Linked DNA regions of Rattus norvegicus: region 2 is linked to region 1. Evidence: chromatin contacts called from public Hi-C data. All regions are on one chromosome and are shown on one strand. Each heading gives the region's core, a stretch centred on a gene start, on an enhancer-like site or on the middle of the called end of the contact. The rest is flanking DNA. Distances are from core to core; before and after follow the strand shown. Region 1 holds the start of Ankrd33b (ankyrin repeat domain 33B). Region 2 holds the start of Cmbl (carboxymethylenebutenolidase homolog).

Region 1 (2,920 bases), core at 151-2,650:
TGACTTGCCCACCCACATCCAGGCTCCTTGTGTCTTGTCTCCAGGAGCTCAGTCGTGTTCCCCTTGGGGCCTCCCACGGGCTGGCGTGCCTGGAGATGGGTGGAAATGAAGAGGAGGCAGTGGGGTGAGAGAGAAGTGAGTGGCTTTTTGCTGGCTCATGAGACACACAGCTAGGATGTACAGGTTTTCCTCTAGAACAGGGTCACACCACCTCCTCCTCTTTAAAGTGAGGGGCTACAGGTGAGAAATCCTTCCACACACGTCCCAGCAGGCAGTTCCATGGTCAATAATCTCAGTTTTTGAAGTGTTTGTTTCTGGCCCTGGATCAAAGCCGGTCGGTCTCTGGCCATTTCTGGTTCATCTGCCACGACGCGTTACCGTCTCCCCACCCCCCCCCTCCCCGTCATTGAAAATGACCAGAGGTGAGGGAGAGTGGAGCCCCCTCACGACTCTGGCCAGGTGCTGTCCCTCTTCACCCAGATATCCTCCCGTGAGGTTCCTATCACCCTTCCATCTCCCCAAGATTTCTTTCCTATCAACCTCCCAGCCACAGCCAGCTTGGGTGACTTAGAGACTCTGCAGACCCTGCCTCTTTCGGGTTAGTCCCCCAAATCAGCCCCCGGCCCTTATTTGGATCAGGGTCGATAGAACAGGTTCTCCCCAAGGTGGAATTTCCTCCAGAGTGGACAGCTCCACCCTCCGTCCAAGAGTGGACACCTTTCCATGCTCCAAGAGAGTTAAGTTTCCAGGGCGTCTCAGAAGTGCAACTGGTCCAGAACTCGACTGCCTGGGAGGTGACAGGTCCTAAGGCTGCCCCTTCGGCCCCCGGGGCTGATTACCGTCCTCAGTGGGGAGTGGGAAAGGGGCGGGTCTCCAGGTGCGGGTACTTTCCGACGCTGGAAACTTGCTTAGCCTTTGGTGTCTCGGGACCCCATCTCCGCTTCGGTCCCCAGGGAGTGGCCCTTGGAGGGGGGGGCTGTCTCTCAGGCTGGCTCTCAGCCTCTGGAGTTACAGCTTCTGGATCTCCCGCTCCTGCTTTCCCCTGCTCCGGACCAAGCGGGCGGGGGTGGGGGGGTGGTGGCGCGGTCTGGAGAGGACCTCCGCTGCGCCCGGGACTCCAGCGGGGAAGGCGCCCCGCCCTCTGCCTTGCTTTCACCCCGCCCGACGGGGCAGGGAAAGCCCCCGCGGCTCCTCCCACCCAAGGGGCTTTTCTCCAGTCGCCAGTGACTTTGCTCCGGGAGCGCAGCCGCTTGGAGCCGCTTTCCGCCGGGCTGGAGCGTGTGGGACTCCTGCTCTTGTGTGAACGCAGCGGGCAAGGGTCGGTGACCCCGGGGCGCGCCTCGTGTACTTGTCCCTCTAACCCGAGTCTTAGCCCCCGGCCCGCGCCTTGGCCTCCAGCATGGTGCTGCTGGCTGGGCCCGGGCCGGAGGGCGGCGGGACACGCTGCTTGTCCCCACAGTCGCCGACGCCACCCCGGAGCGTACAGACAGGGGACGACCCAGCGGACTACGAGGAGTACGAAGACTTCTCGAGTCTGCCGGACACCCGCAGCATCGCATCGGACGATTCCTTCTACCCTCCGGGAGGCGAGGAGGAGTGCGGCTCGGTGTGCGCGGAGAGCGTCCCGGAGGGCGTCCCTGAGTCGGCGACCCTCCTGCGCGCCGCCTGCGCCAACGACGTGGGGCTGCTGCGGGCGCTAGTGCGGCGCGGACCTAGTTCCGAGGAGGCACGGGAGACTGACCGCAACGGCCGGGTAAGTCCCGACAGGTTTCGGTCCCCTCCGCTCTCCTCCCTCGCCCGCATTTCCGTGTCATCCCAATCCTAGATCTACTGCCGCTCAGAGCACGGCTTCCTTCCTGTGTGGCGTGAGGCGATATTGGGACCCCATTTGCGGAGCGGGCGGATGATAGTCCTGCCCGGCTTCCTACTCCATCCAGATTCCCCTTTACCGCCCCGAGGATCCCCGAATTCTCACTAGGGGAATAATTCTTTATGCTGGAAATGTGTTGACATCTTTAGGGGTGGGGGTGCCCCTTCCACTCAGTGCCTCCCTAACTGCTACTTTCCCCAGGCCCGGGTAGGTGATGGTCTCTACTCACTTTCAGGGGACATTTTCCTACCTCCAGCCCCATTTGTCCACCCGGCCTCTCCTGTTGGTTGTCCTTGTCTAACACGTTGGTGCTCGAATTAGGATTTGGAAGCTACAGTTCCTTTCATTACCTAAGCCACCCCTTTTCCTTGCTTTTCCTAGTGACCCGCGCGGCGACTAGCCAGCTCTATGTGAGGTCACTGCTGCGGGTCGAAGCCTACCAACCCTCGCAGCCACGCTTCAGGCAGGACAGGTGCTGCTCAGCTCAGTAGGGTCACGCACCAGGGTCGGCACGCAGGAAAGTAGGAGGCGGTCTCTATTAATTACGCCGAGACTCAGAGATAGCAAGAAAGTTTGAGAAAAGAAAAAAAGTTGGGAGAGATGTTCCCACTGAACACTAGCTGGGAAAGTGACCGCTGTGGCCGTGTCCCCATTAGTCTCTGCTGGGTGGACAAACAACCTCCCCTGATTTCCATGTTCCCAGAGGCCCCGTGGTTTTTGCAGACTCAGCCTTGCACAAATTAGGGACGCCTGTGCTTCTGCTTGGGAGTCGCCAGCTGACAGGAAATTTGCGCTTTAATATAGGGACCTGGAGACCCGATGCCTTTGGCTTATCCTGGGGCTGTATATGCGCAATGTTTTGTGCCTGAAGGCAGTCTGGGTCAGGCTTAGGCAAGTGTGAAGCCAGCGTGTCCCTTTCTGCTTTTGATAACCCGACAACCTTGAACTTGGAGGAATGGTTTGTGCTTGTGATATGACAGGAGACGGGTCTGATGAGGTCAGCACCACTCTGGTGTCTGTGGTGACTCTTCCAGCTGGCAAACAGCGGGA
Region 2 (2,920 bases), core at 278-2,777, 210 kb before region 1:
AAGGGCTCCCTCAACCTCTCCAAGGATTTCCCATATCTCCTTTGTCATAGGCATCTCCCTGGGGTCTTCCCTTGCTGCACATAGGTCTGCACTTTCTGACAACTTTTTTTGAGTCAGCTAGGACATCCGTCCCCTCTGTCATGACTATCACAAACCCTCGGTTGTTTACACCTGGGTGAATGTTCATCTTTTGTGGAAAACAGTCTTTCAGGAGTAGAACTCTATCACTTTCCCTGCTCTCTGGAAGTCAGACACAGTCATAGAGCATGTCTCCAAGTATAGTTTTCCTGATTTGAAGCTCTGAGGATTTGCGTAGCTCAGAAGTCCGATCACACAATGAAGTTGTCCAAAAGAAATAGGAGAAGAAGAAAAAAAAAAACCAAAAACAAAAAAGAAAAAATTAAAAAAAAAAAAACCTCAACAAGCTCAGGGCACAAACAGGATTGCAGCAGGAAGTACCTGCAAATAGGAATCATAGACCTGGGCTCAGAGTGCAAGGGCAAGTTTGATCCTGTAGAAAACTGGTGTTCGAGAGGGAGGGGCTGGCAGCTTGCCAGGTTAAAGGTTATAGAAACTTCACTGCACCTGATTTTGAGTCCTGCCCTGGGGAAGGCAGAGCCAACTCCTAGCCATGGGTGATTCTGCTGTCCCTCCTCCAGCTACTTAGTTTTCCTGACCATGTGTGCAATTTGCATAAGGTCCATGGTTTAGCACGCATTTCCACAGCATTAAGTAGGAAGCTAAATCTAAGGAGCACATAGAGACCTCTTTAAACATGTCAATCACTGCCATGCCTCTGGCCTGTTCTCTCTGTTGCAGGCCCAACAGGCTGTCCTGTGTGTGCACAGGGCTCCACTCTGACCACCTTGTTTTAAACTGTCTCTGAAAACAACAGGTGGCCTTTTCTGTCAGCAAGTGGATATAAACTGCATCGGCCAGTCTCTTTAGGGCCTGGGCCAGACCCAGTGGCCATGGGGCGTAAAACCACACTGTCTGTCTTGGCAAGATCGACCCACCATCTAGGATGTCATATTCTTATATGACAGCACCTCTCTGCTTCTACGCACCCAGAAGGGCTGCTGCCAGACATTACTGAATTTAATGCAAATATACTAAATATGCTCAGTTTGTTCACAGCTCCATGTTCACAAACAAACAAACAAACAAACAAACCAATACAATCAAAACGCCCAGCCTAAAAATAGTATTTAAGGGCAGGGAAGAACGGTTCTTCTCAAGAACACTATTTGACCACAAGCTCTTCGCTGTTTTAAAAAGCTAACATCTGAATAACTACAGAAAAATATACTCAGAAGTAAAGGTGGGTACCTAGGGCTGGCTCACATTGTGGCCCTTGCCTTTTTGCCAGGACAATATATATGGCAGTTCATTTTGGAAGATAGAATTTTAAGTGCCTCATGTCTGCACCTGCAAACGTCCTTTGCTTTCTTGCAAACCCACAAGCAAGGTCCAGCAGGCTTGTCTGTCCCCAGTGACCGGCACCTACCTTGTCTAATGGTGAAGAGCAAGTCAGCAGGAGGCAAACGCCCTGGAGCTGACCCGGTAGGGAGGGACATGCAGAAGGAGGGAGGAGTCTCAGTCTGCAGGGGAAGTGGACGCTGTGACAGTGTCCTGAATTCCCGGGAAAACCCGGGGGAGGGGCAGGTCCGCAAGGACTGAGAAGTGGCTGGCTCCGAGATGGAGGCAAGAGGGCAGGGTGGGAAGAGTGGTGATAGGAGGGAAACAAAGGCCCTGAGGAGGTAGAAAGGGAGCCTGGCACAATGCCCTGGGCCTGTCTACCCGGACACGTACTTCTCTGTGGTCAGTCGCAATCGGGCTATTTCAAGGAATAAGCTACTATATTTGTGTACTTACCTCTCCCCTACCCTCCAAACACACACACTCTTACATATTCTCTTCATGTGCCTCGGGTTGTTTGTCTGCGAGGAAGGAAAGAAAACCTTGAGAAAAGAAGATGGAAGGACAACAGCTTCCTTTTGTCCCAACCTTCCCCCAACACTCTCAGGCAAGGCCAGTGAAACCATCTTAATTTTCCGGTTCTGTCTCTTAAAGATGTGGGTGCTGGCTCGAGGCCTTGCTCTGGGCAGCGTTTGTCCTCAGGGCAAACCAATGGGAAAAAAAAAAAAAAAAAAAGTGTCTCCGCTGAGAAAGATGGATGGAATCCAAAGCCCATGAGCTCCTTTGAAAGTCTCTGGTGGACAGGATTGCTCTCCCTGTTTCTGAAACCGTCAAAAGATGTGTACAATGGAATAAGAGGGTGCCCTTCAGTGTTCCACAAAAGCAAACAAAACAAAACAGTTTCTCTAAGATGGAGGGTTTTTTTTAATGTTTTTTTATTTGTTTCGGTGTGTCTGAAGGGGGTTTAGTTGTGTTTTTGTTTTCATTTATTTATTTTTTAATTTTTAAAATTTATTTATTTCTAATTTATGTACATTGCTGTTCTGCCTGCATGTATGTTTGTTCGAGTGGAGACAGTTGTGAGATGCCATGTGGGTGCTGGGAATTGAATCCAGGTACTTTGGAAGAAGAGCCAATGCTCTTAACCACCAAGTCATCTCCCCAGTCCCTATTTTTTACTTTTTAAATTTTATGTTATGTGTATAGTCTTTTGCCTATATGTATGTCTGCATGCCTGGTGCCCCTTTGAGAACCAGAGAGGGCAGTGAACCCTGGGATTGGAGTTATAGATCGATCGTCCAGACTGACCATAGCTAGCAGAAAAGACCGGGCCATGAGAGGAGAGAAGAGAGGGAGCAAGGAGGGGCGGGACAAGAGAGGAAAAAGCCAAGAGAACCAAGGGAAGAGGGAAAGAACCAAGAGAGTGCGTGGCTGTAATGGTAGAGCTACACTGGAAAAGGAAGCTGGGGGGAGGGAAGCAGCCTCCATGCTGGAGAGCTTT

What was found. A called contact is a pair of places that touch in the nucleus more often than the background predicts.
Region 2: a Hi-C map of kidney shows a contact between it and region 1, with 4 times the contacts expected there. The contact joins the promoter of Cmbl here to the promoter of Ankrd33b in region 1. A contact is called at or near these places in 2 of 12 Hi-C or Micro-C datasets (kidney and liver).

Annotation. Positions count from the first base shown.
Region 1 is chr2:84,068,059-84,070,978 of GRCr8, reverse strand. Ankrd33b (ankyrin repeat domain 33B) reads left to right here and starts at 1,400. Exons shown (of 4, transcript NM_001191565.1): 1 at 1,400-1,753. The coding sequence starts at 1,400.
Region 2 is chr2:84,278,735-84,281,654 of GRCr8, reverse strand. Cmbl (carboxymethylenebutenolidase homolog) reads right to left here and starts at 1,527. Exons shown (of 6, transcript NM_001008770.3): 1 at 1,508-1,527.